Regions from separate parts of the Ovis aries genome. Here region 2 is linked to region 1. A link is a contact called in public Hi-C data. All regions are on one chromosome and are shown on one strand. Each heading gives the region's core, a stretch centred on a gene start, on an enhancer-like site or on the middle of the called end of the contact. The rest is flanking DNA. Distances are from core to core; before and after follow the strand shown.

What was found. Hi-C and Micro-C count contacts between places; a contact is called where the count stands out from the background.
Region 2: a contact with region 1 is called in a Hi-C map of tail adipose tissue, with 4 times the contacts expected there. The contact joins the enhancer-like site here to the promoter of SIAE in region 1. A contact is called at or near these places in 11 of 16 Hi-C or Micro-C datasets (blood, hypothalamus, liver and 4 more).

The regions. Positions count from the first base shown.
Region 1 is chr21:25,604,292-25,612,173 of ARS-UI_Ramb_v3.0, forward strand. It overlaps SIAE (sialic acid acetylesterase), which reads right to left and starts at 4,425. Exons shown (of 10, transcript XM_060404243.1): 1 at 4,318-4,425. SPA17 (sperm autoantigenic protein 17) reads left to right here and starts at 4,581. Exons shown (of 5, transcript NM_001009738.1): 1 at 4,581-4,643; 2 at 5,732-5,912. The coding sequence starts at 5,759.
Region 2 is chr21:25,747,604-25,755,485 of ARS-UI_Ramb_v3.0, forward strand. No RefSeq gene overlaps it. Among named protein-coding and RNA genes, the nearest start is that of MSANTD2, 25 kb to the left of the region's middle. Within about 2 kb of position 4,643, at least 7 of the 54 cell types and tissues checked have an H3K27ac peak or open chromatin away from gene starts, as enhancers often do. A contact at or near this core is called in tail adipose tissue, where this site is marked.

The DNA.
Region 1 (7,882 bases), core at 3,175-5,674:
TTCCAGCAGTATGCATCATAGAACAAGATGACCAGTAGGGAAAATTCAAAGAGCCTGGGACAACCCATTTAATACATGCCTCCTCCCCTTCAAAGCTCCTCATGTTCCTTTGCTCTCACACCTGGCCCTAACGCTTGACTCCCTCCCCCCAAAATCACCAAACATGCTCTTTTTATGCATCTCACAGATGGTATTTATGAGAAAAATAAACCACTTCCTTTCCCTACTTTCCATTACCACTCCCACTCCTCATAGCTTGGAATAAAGAGGCTGCCTCTCTCCATCACAGCCCTTTCTAATCTTTTCCCTCCACTCTTTATCTCCCCTCTTCCATTCTCTGTGTCAATTTCCCTCAAATAACTCTCCTTATTGTGTTTTTCTGACAACCCACTGAAAATTCTAAATAAATCTTTATGAGTATATGTGACAAGTCTGACTCCTTCCAAGGTAAATTCAAATCAATTAAGATGCAAAAAATAAGGTCAGTGAGAGAGAGAAGGTCAAAGTGTCTGAACCAAAGGTCTTTCCTTGCAATTTGCCCATTTTGCATGCTAAATTATATGAAAAGAAAAAGAGCCCTTGAAACTGTGGATTCTATTCTAGACAGTCACTAACAAGGCTGAATAAGAATTCATTTTAACGAGATCATTCCTATTTTTAACCTCTAGCCTATATCAAAGTATTTTATTAATAACAAGTATCTATCCAAATTATCTCAGTGAATTCATCAAAACTTAATAAGAGAAGGAAAAAAAAAAAACTTTTTCACTTACATCCCACTTTATCTGAAGAAAACAAACCAAAACCCCCTAGAAGAAAATAATTAACAAAATTAAGATTTTTTTTTTTTCGAGTGTTTTAAATAAAAATGATAGGCAGGAAAGAGAATCAGAACTAACAAAGTTGACATTTTTTTCTCCCTGGAAGCTCCAAATGACGGCAGCCCCTCAGGCTATACTTAACAGGGCAGCAACATTAATGGGTCTCCTACACAGACTTGGTGGCCTATTTGTCCTGCACTTCAAATAACAGCCCAGTCCCTCAGCTCTCTCTTAGGAGCTTGTCCCATCATAAATCTACATGGCAATCAAAGATCATCCAGAAGACCCACTGGGCTGGAGATGCACAGCTACCAGAAGCAAAATGCTCTAAGATGAGACTACAACAGTCTAGAATTGCATAAGCACTTTTGGCAGCCTGCTGGAGGGAAGGGAAGAGGCGCATGTGTGGGAAGACCTAGTCTTGGGTAAGTACTTCAAATGGAACAAAACCTGAAAACCCAAGGCCTAAGAGCTAAGCAGAAAGAGGATGGGGTAGGGAAGAGATTGAAGAAAACTGGCTGCTGAAGGCGTTATTGTTGTTTAGTCACTAAGTCGTGTCAGACTCTTTTGTGACCCCGTGGATCATAGCCCACCAGGCTCCTCTGTCCACAGAATTTCCCAGACAAGAATACTGGAGGGGGCTGGCTGCAGGCCTGAGACCATGCAAATGAGGGGTCCTGGGTGTGTGCAGCCACCTGCTCAAACACTGGGGGAAAGTACCTTCCCCCACCCCCTCAGTTAGTCTGTTGTTGACCACACGCATCCGCTGAACCTGTTTGTGCACGACACTGTTCTGAGTTACAGAATTTTAGACATGGAAAGGATCTTTTACACCCTAGGGTAGAATCATGTTATTTACTCATCAACAGACTGAGGCCCAAGTAGATTAGGTAATTTTTTTAAATAATTTGCATATTATTTATTTCAACAAATATTTTAAGTTGCCCACTATGTTCACTTCATGGCAAATAGATGGGGAGACAGTTGAAACAGTGGCAGACTTTATTTTTCTGGACTCCAGAATCACTGCAGATGGTGATTGCAGCCATGAAATTAAAAGACGCTTACTCCTCGCAAGGAAAGTTATGACCAAACTAGACAGCATATTAAAAAGCAGAGACATTACTTTGTCAACAAAGATTCATCTAGTCAACGCTACAGTTTTTCCAGTGGTCATGATGTGAGAGTTGGATTATAAAGAAAGCTGAGCACTGAGGAATTGATGCTTTTGAACTGTGGTGTTGGAGAAGACTCTTGAGAGTCCCTTGGACTGCAAGTCCATCCTAAAGGAGATCAGTCCTGGGTGTTCATTGGCAGGACTGATGTTGCAGCTGAAACTCCAGTATTTTGGCCACCTGATGCAGAGAGCTGACTCATTTGAAAAGACCTTGATGCTGGGAAAGATTGAGGGCAGGAGGAGAAGGGGACGACAGAGGATAAGATGATTGGATGGCATCACCAACTCAATGGACATGGGTTTGGGTGGACTCCAGGAGTTGGTGATGGACAGGGAGGCCTGGTGTGCTGCGGTTCATGGGGTCGCAAAGAGTCGGACACAACTGAGGGGCTGAACTGACTATGTGCCATGGAGAAGGAAATGGCAACCCACTCCAGTATTCTTACCTGGAAAATCCCTTGGAGAGAGCAGCCTGGCGGGCTACAGTCCATGGAGTTGCAAAGAGTCAGACACGACTGAAGCAACTTAGCATGCACTATGTGCCAGGCACAATTTTAGGCACTGAGGATACAACTGGGAAAGCAGTGGGGGCAGGGAAGGCAGACAAAATTCCTTGCCAGCAGGAAGCTTACATTCTACTGGGGAGCTTAACTGTGGCAGGCAGAGAACTAGTCACGTGACAGATGTTAAACTTCTTTGGCTCCAAATCACACAGGTAGTTCAGGACAGGAAAGGAAATGAAGCCACTCGATTCCAAGATTACTGCAATCACTACTCTGCCACAGTTAGATACTGGTGGTAAAGCAAAGAAAGGTCACATTCCTTGTCGTTATAAAGCTCACATTCCAAGCTGACAACAGTAGACAGTGGTCCATTACCAAGGAATGGAGCAATGGACAAAACAGAACGAGAAAGGTGGTGGGACTGGTCAGTGTTTTTGTCAACTACAAGACCCTTAAGATTTGAATTTTTTGTTTTAGGTCTTCAATTTTTTCTTCATTTTGGTGTCAGAGTAGAAAAACAAGAATTAGTGTTCTGGGATGGTAAAAGTAGTCATTAAAAGATTGACACCATGAGGGCAGTGGTTACTTCTGGCTCCCTTGGGAAGGAATATCCTTGGAGTCTCAATAAAACTGCAACAGTCTAGCTCTTAAATTGTGTGTAAAGCCCTTGGGTGTTCATTTTATTGCTTCACTGCTACATATGTTCATGTACATTTCAAATATTACATGATAAACATGGGAAGAGAGGGAATGATTTGAAGAAGTCCGGATATGCAACCAAATACCAAGGAAAGAAAATCTAGAGCATCAATGAATGAAAAAATAAAGTCATTGTTAATGAAGGTTATGTAACAATATGACCCAAAGGCAAAGATAAATACTGATGTTACGGTTAACAGCCTTTAACATAAAAACTAATAATGGCCCTCTTTCCCTTCTCCCCACTTCATATACTGGACTCAAACGTCACTGTGTGGGGATGAATCAGGAAATGATACACAGAGGCTAGTTTACGCCTTTGTTAAACCCCGAAAACCCTTCATGAACTGCAGTTTGTCTTCATCTATGTACTTGGCAGATTCATACACAGAGCAAGAGTCCTTTTTCTGCACGCAGTCTGTTCTCCCACTTAAACTTTCTTTTCTGTGACCCAGCGTCCAGCCCGGGGTCAAACGACACGATATGACCAGAAAATAGTCAAAATGAGTCATCCTCCTCCCCAAGAAAACGGCTATTATCCCACTATCAATGCCCGCGAGCAGGAATCAAAGCTGAGTCTTAAATACTCCGAGCTGGTGAGGGGGCTCTGTCTTAGCCATCATCACCACTTAAACTAGTAAAGTTAATTCCCCCAAGGAATCCAACCCGGGGCAAACCCTCCCCAACGGTACCACTGAGGGGGCAGCACTGAAACGTTTTGGATGACTCAGTCACCCGTTTCCAAATATTATCTAACTAGCTTCGCCCCCTCCCCTTCGAGTTCCCCCGCAGTTCTTTAAAGACCCTGAGAGCCTCAGTCTGGGCACACCTGGGCCTCCCCTCCTGCGATAAACCCAACTCTCTCGCTGCCCCACGCAAGGCGTCATAAGGGCGCTGGAAGGGAGTGGAAGAAGCAGACGGGCCGGAGTTCCGGCCTAGCAGACACCTGCAACCTAGGCCTGTGCCGTAGAACCCGGTTCCTGCCCCGGGATCCTTGCCCGATCTAGAGAAGCAGGCGCCGGGGGCGGTCCTGCGGAGGACACGGAATCTCGGAGTCCTCGCAGGCCGACGGATGGGCAGGGGTCGGGCCGAGGGCGGCCTCCTCACCTGCACTTACGTGGGCCTGCAGGAATAACCGCAGCACCAGACCCAAGACAATTCCCGACGCAATCATGTCGGTAAGAAGCCGTCCCCGCCGCGCAGGCCTCGGGGCATGGACGCCAGCGAGGGCGGGGCCGCGGGGCGGGGCGGGGCGGAAAAAGCCTGACTCCGCCCTTCCCAGGCCAGTCAATTCGCGAAGCCGTCCGCGGCCGCTGGGCGGGCCCGTGCCTCTCTTCGGCCACCGTAGTGGAATGAGGGAGCGGGGACGGGGGAGGAAACGGTTTCCCGGCAACGAGAAAAAACAACCGGAACCATCGGCTCCAGCTCTGAGAGAACGGAGAGGTGAGGCGGTTTACCCCATTTCCTCTTCGAAATAGAGACCTCGCCTTTTCCCTTCGTCTCAGGTATTTTCTCAGGATCCGCTCCCGCAATCTGGGAAGCCGAGGTCAGGCTGGGAACCCAGTAGCCCATTCTGCGAGTCTGAAATCCGAGACCCTCGACGACCCGCCCCCCAGGAGACCTGTGGTCCCTCTCCGACCTCCCTCCACTCCTCACGTCGGTCTAGGGTTTCTTCCTCTTCACAACCAGTGATTCAATGCTTCACCTCCTGTTCCGTCAAAAAAAAAAAAAAGAAGAAGGAGAAGAAAGTCCACAGATTCGGCGTCATTAAGCCTTCTAGACCCCCACCGAGACCCCTACCACGACTTCCGGGCTTATTCGGCAGTAATGGTGTCACATACAGGCCAGGTCCCTGAGTGTTGTTTGCAGACTCAGTAGCCCAACCCGCTGCTTAGCAGCTATCCTTATCTGGCCCTTGTATGCTAAGAGAGAAAACAAAACAAACAAAAAAGTAAAAATCCCAAACCTTTTGAGGCTAGAATTGCTATGTCGTGACCTTGCCCCCAGCTCTCTCGGCCCGCTGCCTCTTCCACAAATAAAGAGATGCTTCGACGAGGCATCCTAGGTCATACTTCAGAAGTGAAAGCCAGGGAAACGACTCAAGTCCGAAACATATTCATTCGACAACTTAGAGTAGTTTCAATGACTTACTTTTTTTTTTTAAGACCTTAAACAGGGTTTTTTCCGGCAATTTAAGATGAATTTTTAGCAATCATTCTCTAAATTCCTGTGGGATAGGAAAAATTACCCTTTTAAAGGGAGAGAGGAGAAAGTACTTAGTATCATAGTGAAAATTTGTGATTTTTGTAATTTTTAAAAAATGATTTCACCTATTAAATATTTTTAATGTTCTAATAATGGAAAATTTCAAAAACTTTTTGGAAGAAATTGACGGACTTGGATTGTACTGGGGGGGGAAAGGGTTGAAGTCCAGAAATTTGGGTGTCTCAGAAATAATTTGAGGTCTTAATTGTGATTATTTGAGTGAAATGAGACAAATTTAAAGACAGAACTCTTTCATGCATCTCTAGGTACAGTAGACTGGTCCTCCCAAGGAGATGTCGATTCCGTTTTCCAACACCCACTACCGAATTCCACAAGGATTTGGAAATCTTCTTGAAGGGCTCACACGTGAGATTCTGAGGGAGCAACCGGACAATATACCAGCTTTTGCCGCAGCATATTTTGAGAATCTTCTAGAGAAAAGAGAAAGTAAGCTTTTTAAAAATAGGCTTTAAAAAAAAAAACAAGAGAGCGTGACTAAACGTTTGATTATGGTGAACTTGTTTAAGACCAACATCATTCCACAGAAATCCTTTATGAGGCAGGGAGCTTTCAACTAACAGTTCTTGTTATTTGAAACAGCCTTTGAGGGGCTTCCCAGGTGGCACTAGTGGTACAGTGCCAACTTTATACAGTAATACAGTAATACAGTAATACCGGAGAGTTAAAAGACACGGATTCGATCCCTGAGTTGGGAAGATCTCCTGGAAGAGGGCACGGCAACCCACTCTAGTAGTATCCCATGGACAGAGGAACCTGGCAGGCTACAGTCCATGGGGTCGCAAAGAGTCTGACACGACTGAAGTTGCTTAGAACGCACGCGGGTGCCTTGAATCACATTATTCACATTATTGAAGATTACCAGTTTATCACCCAGACCTGCTTTGTATTTCTCATGGACAGGTGGGGTGGAAGGGGGGCTCTTAAAAACACCCAGCCTAGCTCTTTTCCTGCATACTGTGCCTATGCCTCCCAGGCAGTTGACAGTCTCTTCTTCCCGGGAGGAGGGTTTGTGGTTTTCTTTATATTTTGACTCTCCTCACTTGAAAGTATTATTAAGTGTTGTAAAAAAAAGAATTTTATACTCAGATTAAATAAGTTGGTATTCGCAGGGGTATATGAAACTGTTCCTCAATAAAAGTACAGAGAAAAACTGCTTTGAAAAGTGAACTTCCAGCTTGGGAAAGTAATTTATATTCTTTTTCTGTATTTCCAAGGTCGCATACTGTCCAAAGACTAAGATTCATGCTAACTGTTCGGCTGAGAGCCAAAGCAGAGTTTCTTCACTTCCATAAGTAAAATTTCCAAATTCTCAGCTATTAAGTTTCTATTAAAAACCCTGACTAGAACAACCATTTTGTTTAAGCTGTTATCATTATGTTTGATAACAGTATTCCAACAGAGTAGTAAAGGTGCCCCAGGTGTGGCTCAAAGGCAAAGAATCCTGCTTACGCAGGAGACGCTGGTTTGGATTCCTGCATCAGGAAGATCGCCTGATGAAGGAAATGGCTCCCACTCCAGTATTATTGCCTGGGAAATCTTTGGACAGAGGAGTCTGGCAGGATACAGTTCATGGGGTCACAAAGAGACACAACTTAGTGGCTAAACAACAAGAAACAAATAGTCAAAGCAAATAAACATTCCATTTTAATCATTTTGCAGAGGGAGGAAACCTACCATGAGGCTTGAACTGAAATAACACCCATACACCCTACATGGCTCCACCTCCTTCTCCTCTTTGCTCTACCTTAACCAAGCTCAGAATCTCTGCCAATTTTCTGAATTGCTGGTCTTTTCCATTTCCGGTCAGTGTGAATATTTGTTACCCAATCTGGAACTTAATGCCACTAAAAAAATCTATTAAGAGAAATCATTTAGAGTAAGAGGTGAATTGCAATGAACATTAATTTTCTTATTATAACAATTTTACGAACACTTGACTAAAAAGTCTTTGTGTATTTGATTTTGGACCTCAGAAACATCCCATTACAAAACCATGGGAGTCATTTGTCACCAGATCATGATAATTAAAGTAACTGGTGATTCAGATTGATGGTCTCAGAATAAAAACTTTCTAGCTAATAAAAAATGGGTAAAACTATTTTGAAAAATGTTAAGTACCACACCCATTTCCACTCATATAAATGAGGTGATACAAGGATCAGAAGTTAGCCTTTCCAAAAAGACAGAAAAGAGTCCTCTAGCCTAGTCTCTCACAGAGTGCAAGAATTCCCTTGCCAGCATTCCTCATAAGTAATTACTCATCTTAATCTTGAAGATTTCTTTGTGACAGGAAATGTTTTAGTATATGACATAAAGTGGTATCAAACCTCTAGGGAAAAGGTGGGCTTTTATTAAATGATCTTGAGATAAAGATGTTAAAAGATTAAATTGGATCT
Region 2 (7,882 bases), core at 3,393-5,892, 140 kb after region 1:
GGTATTTTAATAATAGGCTGGGTGGAGCAACGTTGCCTACAAGAGGGCAGGGTCCTGATTGTAGGAGTTAGTAATTGGCTTAAGAACAAATTTGTTTAGAGGCAACAGACTAAATGTTCCATAAAAGTGGAGTGGAGATTTGATCCAGGGGTATGTTTCTAACTTTAGGAGAAGGGTGGTAAGGGTTTGGGCCCAAACGGCCTGCAGGGCTAACTCCCAAAGTGGCAAACATTATCCCTGGAAGCCCAATTGCCTTTGAAGGGAGGCCAGCAGATGGACTTCTAGCAGGCACTGTGTGCCTGGCGCCCGCCCTAGTGAGTTTACTGGGAGATGCTGGTACTGCACATGTCGTAGGAATCATGGAAGACGCAGGGCCGAATATCTAGAGGTGTTGGATATTATACGGTATTTCCCTCCCAAGGGCCAGCTGTTTTCTGGTTGTTCCTCCAGAAGACTGTAGAGGCAACATTGTGGGCCGGATGGGGCTCAGGAAAAGAGCACGAAACCGGAGGGAAGCGGGCAGAGCACAGGGGCGTAATGTAAACCGATTCAAGTGAACCTTAATCTCCAATTTGTAAACCAAAAGACACACCCAGAGGTAGCAGGACAGCTCTAAGGCAATGTCAAAAGACAGAGGAGTGACTGGTTCCCCAATGGTTGGGATGATCTTCCCCTCATCAGCATATGAATTCACCTCGAGTGAAAAAGTTGGCTTAAAACTCAACATTCAGAAAATGAAGATCATGGCATCCGGTCCCATCACTTCATGGGAAATAGATGGAGAAACAGTGGAAACAGTGTCAGACTTTATTTTGGGGGGCTCCAAAATCACTGCAGATGGTGACTGCAGCCATGAAATTAAAAGACACTTACTCCTTGGTAGAAAAGTTATGACCAACCTAGACAGTATATTCAAAAGCAGAGACATTATTTTGCCGACTAAGGTCCGCCTAGTCAAGGCTATGGTTTTTCCTGTGGTCATGTATGGATGTGAGAGTTGGACTGTGAAGAAGGCTGAGTGCCGAAGAATTGATGCGTTTGAACTGTGGTGTTGGAGAAGACTCTTGACGGTCCCTTGGACTGCAAGGAGATCCAAACAGTCCATTCTGAAGGAGATCAATCCTGGGATTTCTTTGGAAGGAATGATGCTAAAGCTGAAGCTCCAGTACTTTGGACACCTCATGTGAAGAGTTGACTCATTGGAAAAGATTCTGATGCTGGGAGGGATTGGGGGCAGGGGGAGAAGGGGGCAACCCAGGATGAGATGGCTGGATGGCATCACGGACTCGATGGACCTGAGTCTGAGTGAACTCCGGGAGATGGTGATGGACAGGGAGGCCTGGCATGCTGCGATTAATGGGATCGCAAAGAGTCAGACATGACTGAGTGACTGAACTGAACTGAACTGAACTGAGCAAAACCTAGCCAGGCCACATTCCTTGGCCCAAGCCCTTGCCCTCAGCTATGGCCCACATCCAGAAGAGTGTGCTTCTCTGTGAATCCTAACAAATCCACCTCTTATCGCTTTGTCTCTCACTGAATTTTTGCAATGAGACGTCAGAGCCTGAGCTTCATTAGGTCTTGAAGCCAGGCCTCCTGGGTTTTGGCCGGGCTCGAGTCCCAGAAGAGAGCTAAAGGACAGGAGGAAAAAGCAGTGGGAAAAATGTGCCAAGGGATCCTCTTCATAACCTGCCGGAAAATCTGCTAAGGAGGAGCCTGGTAGGCTACAGTCCACGGGGCCGCAAGGAGTTGGACACCGCTGAGCTACTTCACTTCACTTCACCTGACCTGTGCTCACAGTTTTCATTGGCCTGATCCTTGGCACAGAGAAGAGTAAGGACAGAAGAACTCCCACCAGCTTGGGTAACAGCTACTGAGGCCCAGCAGATAGTGCCTTTGGGACATGCCAAAGAGGACCCTCTCCAGAGTCCCTCAGTTGCGCCCACTGCCGCCTGTTCGGGGGGCAGGTAAAATGTTGGTTTGGATGAGTCTAGCCATTCACATTGATTAACAGTATCTCAGTAAAAGTGGATTTTTGAAAGAATATTTATTTATTTATTTTTGGCTGTGCTGGGTTTTCCTTGTTGCGCGGACTTAGCTGTAGCAAGCAGGGGCTACTCTCTAGGTTACGGTGCACAGGCTTCTCTTTGTGGTGGCTTCTACTGTTGGGGACCATGGCTTTAGGGCATGTGGGCTTTAGTAGTCGCAACACGTGGGCTCAGTAGTTGTGGTTCCCGGGCTTAGCTGCTCTGAGGCACGTGGGATCTTCCCAGACCAGGGATCGAACCTGTGCCCTCTGAATTGGGAGGTGGATTCTCAACCACTAGACAGACCACCAGGGAAGCCCCAAAGTGCGTTTTCTTTGAGCCTCATTTTTGTGTGAGAGTCAAGACAATATGACATTCCATAAGTGTAGATGTGAACACAATTTTATTTATTGATGGTCATTAATGGCCTATAACCAGGGCATAACCTCCCAGGTAAATATTTAACTTTGGAGCATTAGTAGATGACTCACTAACTTTTAACATTATTTTCCCCTTATATCAATCTCCTATTACGTTTGTAGCTTTTAAGTCCATAAACACAGACACAGGTACAAATAAATTCACATATATGTGACAGTTTACATAAAGCCTTCCTAGTGCAAAGGGGGGTTGTTAGTTTTACATCTCAAATTAGTTCCTGCTACCCCCGCAACTAAAGCAAATTTCTCTGTGGAAAAAAAGTTTCTAAGCATGGTCTATTAATTGTTCTAATGGATTTTCAATGAGAGGTGAAGTATCCTGCTATGTGCCCTGTGGGTATTCCATAAACATGGGTTTGACTGACTCTGTTAACAATCCACAGAGAAAAACTCCCAAATGTGCGCTATTTCAATTATCTAATTTCTTCCCTCACAGTCTCTGTCTTTAGTGCAAGATTTCTATAAACATTTAAGATGACGAGGGTAGCTGCTGCAGAGTCAGGGAACTGCCCACTGAAGCTTTCTGGGCTATGAGTTTAGTTAAAGTGGTCATTATTAGCTGGGATTTACACATCCCCAGGCCTTGGACTTCAAGGAGATCAAACCAGTCAATCCTAAAGGAAATCAACTCTGAATATTCATTGGAAAGACTGATGCTGAAGCTGAAGCTCCAATACTTTGGCCACAAGATGAGGAGAGTTGACTCATTAGAAAAGACCCTGATGCTGGGAAAGACTGAGGGCAAATGGAGAAGGGGACGAAAGGATGAGATGGTCAGGTGGCATCACTGACCCAATGGACACGAGCTTGAGCAAGCTCAGGGAGATAGTGAAGGACAGGGAAGCCTGGGGTGCTGCAATTCATGAGGTCACAGAGAGTCAGACATGACTTGGCAATTGAACAACAGTGCTCAAGCTGATGAGCTGAGGGTGATGTCCCACCTGCGTTTGAGAACATGACAATGGTATAGCAACTTCCTGTTTTCTTTCTTTTTTAAACTAATTTTTATTGGAGTACGATGTTGTGTTCATTTCTACTGTACAGCAAGATCAATCAATCATACATGTACATACATCCCCTCCCTTTTGAATTTCCTTCCCATTCAGGTCACCACAGAGCATTAAGTAGAGTTCCCTGTGCCAGACAGTAGGTTCTCATCAGTTATTCATTTTATACATAGTATCAATACTATATATGTGTCAATCCCAATCTCACAACTTCCTGTTTCCTGTGTAGGTACAGATCTGCTCTGACTCCAGCCCTGAGGTGGGTACTATTATATTCTCAGTATCTGTTGCACATACAACTGAGATTAAAACAGTGCATGAAACAGAATCTTCACCTGCTCTTCTCCCAAAACATTCATTGAGCTCTCCTGTAAGACACTGTGTATCTATTTTAACACACATATGAATATTCTTGGGCTTCCCTGGTGGCTGAGTGGTAAAGAATCCACCTGTCAATGTAGGAGACGTGGGGTTCGATCCTTGGGTCAAGACAATCCCTTAGAGGAGATAAGGCAACCCACGCCAGTATTCTTGACTGGGAAATCCCATGGACAGAGGAGCCTGGTGGGCTATAGTCCTTGAGATCTCAAAGAGTCGGACACAACTTAGTGACTGAACAACAACAATGTATATTCTTGCTATGAGCATGTAATTTGCTAAAGTTACTGTGTGATTTAGGTTTTGTAACATGTTGAGTATCATCTGAGGGAGGGTCATGATCACCTGGGAGAGACCATCCTGTGTCCATTAGACAGAAAACTGGAATTTAGTAAGAAGATTCCAGAGTGGACTTTAGAGTTAAAATAAAGTGGTCATTTTAATAATTTGAGGAAGATTCACTACCAGCAAGAGAAAAAGAACTCTTGGGTGGTAGGAAATAGAGGTTGACTGCCAGAGGGTCCTGGGAGGAAGAAGCCAAGCCCTGGGCCTTGAAGTGGGTCAGAGCTGCCTCCTATGTAGAAACCTCTGGTCTGAAGTTACATTCTTTCCATTTTTCTTAGTTAAGTAACCCATTTTCTTACATCTAGAGCAGGGTGGACCTCTTTCCCAGAAGGAAAAACTAAGAAGTCTCAGAGAGCCCTTGAGGAAACTCAAGGGATCACTCAAGTACCTCGGCAGCTGTCACAGAGGTATTTTCCAGTAACTGCTCTTCCTGCTTCAGTTCCCAAGTCATTTAAGTAGAGAAACAGCCCTTTGTCCTGGTTCTGAGTGGAAAAATGTAGAGTATATAGGCCAGGCTCCAAGTCCAGGGTTAATTCTCATTGATTGGGCAAGGTCTGCCACCTGGTGGCAAGAAACAAAATGTCACCTGCTTTTCTCATCTAATTTCTTGCTCTACTGCTTTTAAAAAAAATCATATATATTAAAAATCATATACAATCATATATTTTACAAGGGCTTCCCTTGTGGCTCAGCTGATGAAGAATCCGTCTGCAGTTCAGAAGACCTGGGTTCAATCCCTGGGTTGGGAAGATCTCCTGGAAAAGGTGAAAGGCTACCCACTCCAGTATTCTGGCCTGGAAAATTTTGTGGACTCTTTAGTTCATGGGGTCACAGAGTCAGACGCAGCTGAGGTGACTCAACACATATTTTACAGAACCCATTCTCAGCCTCTAACTTGGGCTTGCTTCCTTAGCCACCAGCCAAATTCTCCTAATTTGATAATGATGCTGATATTTTGAACAGAATTTTTCAGCAAATATCTGGATCTTAAATCACTTTCATATTATTTTAGAACAGCTGGGAGAAGAAGCAAAGGTAAGAAGGAAGGGACTGGTAGGTGTTAGGATTCTCCTAAAGAAGAAAGCATTCATTCATTCATTCACCATCATCCATGGAGTTGAGCACCACTGAGCACGAAAAACCATGCTCATCAAAATAAAATGCCTTCCCATGGAAAAAAAAAAACCTGCAAATCAGTTTGCAAACAAAAATGTGTAAGATCACATCCCTGCACCTTTAGTGCCAAAGAGATGAACAGATGACCAAGCTAGGTTGGGAAAATAGGTAATTCTGGTTTTCACTGGAGGGTGCAGAGTTGTTTGAGTCCATTAGGGGGAGTGCTAAATCTCCAGACAAAAAACACATGCCCTAGGTTAATTCTGGAATATGCCCAGGATTGCTTGGGGATTTCAGTCTATCTATCCCTCACAGAAAGTAGATACCCCAGGACTCTGGGGACCTTGAACTTCCAATAATGTCTTCCAGCACTGCACACGATCACTTCTTTCCTCTTTCACCAGCCCTTACTTTTCCTTCCTTCCAGGCCAGTGGTCTCAGATTGTAGCCCCAGGCATCCCCACCACCATCACCTGGGAAACTTTTAGAAATGCAAATTCCCAGGCCCTGTGACTTCCCAGACTAAATACATCATAATCTCTGGCAATGTTTTTAAAACTGTTTATTATTTTCAGCTGCCCTGTATCATTGCTCTATGGGGGCTTTCTCTGGCTGTGGCAAGCCGGGGCTACTGTCTAGATGTGGTGCGCAGGCTTCTTCTTGCAGTGACTTCTCTTGCTGCTGAGCACGGGTTCTAGAGCACACAGGCTCAGTGGTTACAGCCCCAGGGCTCTAGGGCAGGGGCTCAGTAGTTGAGGCTCATGGGCTTAGTTGTTCTCAGGCATGTGGGATCTTTCCAGACCAGAAATCAAACCTATGTTCCCTGCATTGGCAAGTAGACTCTCAACCACTGGACCACCAGGGAAGTCCCTCTGGGAGTGGGTTTTTTTTTCCCCCTTGGCGTGTTTTTAACAAGCTCTCCAGGTGATTCTGATACATGCCAAAGTTTGAGAACCATGAGTCTATGAAACTATGCGGGTATGGACCAGGGAGACTGGTGGGGTGGAAGAGAAGAAGTGATGGTTCCTGCAAGAGGAGAGGAAGCAGAGAACATCTCTAAAGGGAGATGACACTGCACCACAGGGCCTTTTGCCAGCTCACCTTGGCACCAAGCTAAGACACTAGCCCCCGAATTTACCCTAGGACACATTGGTGACTATACCACCATCTTTAGACGCGGGCTCAGCCTTCGAATCATGCTACTCCAGAACAGTAGCTGCAGTGTTCAGGACTGATAAGATAAGCAAGGGCTGTGCCAGCCGACACTGTTTCAACTCTCTCCACTTCCGTCCAGATCCGCAACAGGTGCAACTCACCTCCTGGGCAGTGTGGTGCACCAGCAGGCCCCTGGCAGCACCCCCCTCACCCCCCCTCACCTCACGGGATACCTGGATTGAAAACTAACTCCATGAAACCCCAGGCAGCATCAGCAGCTTGCTCCCTCCTTGCGTGGGGAGAATACTACAGCGGGTCCTCTGGATTGCCTGGTTCTGCAGTCGCAGATTCCATCAATCCTGGATCGAAAATATTCAAAAAAAGAAATTTCTAGAAACCAAACCTTGACTTGCTTCAGGAAAGCAACTGTATACTTACATAGCATCTACCCTGTAGTAGGGGTTGTTGTGGGCTTCCCAAGTGGTACTATTGGTAAAGAACCTGCCTGCCAGTGCAGGAGACAGAAGAGATGTAGGTTGGATCCCTGGGTCAGAAAGATCCCCTGGAGGAGGGCATGGCAACCCACTCCAGTATTCTTGCCTGGAGAATCCCATGGACAGAGGAGCCTGGGGGAGGGTAGTGGCTACAGTCCAAAGAGTTTGACACGACTGAAGTGACTTAGCAAGCACGCATACAGGAGTTGTATTAGTTGTAGTCTAGTGATGATTTAAAGTATATAAGAGGATGTGCATAGGTGATATGCAAATACTAGGACATTTTATATAAGGGACTTGAGTGTCAGATTTTTGATATGGGGGTACTGGAGCCAATCCCCAGAGGATATCCAGGGAGGACCGTACTCACCAAAGGGAAATGCTATTTAAATGTACACAATCGAAGCACCTAAAGTCCCTAGAGCAGGGCAGGCATTGTTGCTCTTTAGCTGTTCAGTCCTGTCTGACTCTTTTGTGAGCCCATGGGCTGAAGCCTGCCAGGCCCCTCTGTCCTTGGGATTTCCCAAGAAAGAATGCTGGAGTCGGTTGCCATTTCCTTCCCCAAGGGATCTTCCCCACTCAGGGATGGAATCCACATCTCCTAACAATGCCAGAGGATTCCTTACCACTGAGCCACCTGGGAAGCCCTCAGGGCAGGCATTATTCCTTAGCGTTTTCCTGCCCTTGGTTCCTACTCTCCCTGCACCCCAGCTGCCTGTGCCTCCCTACGTTGCTTTTAGTACAAAGTAAAAGTGAAAGTCGCTCAGTCGTGTCCATGGGATTCTCCAGGCCAGAATACTGGAGTGGATAGCGGCTCCCTTCTCCAGGCGATCTTCCCAACGGAGGGGTGGAACCCAGGTCACCCGCATTGCAGGGGGATTCTTTACCAGCTGAGCCACCAGGGAAGCCAAAATGGGCAT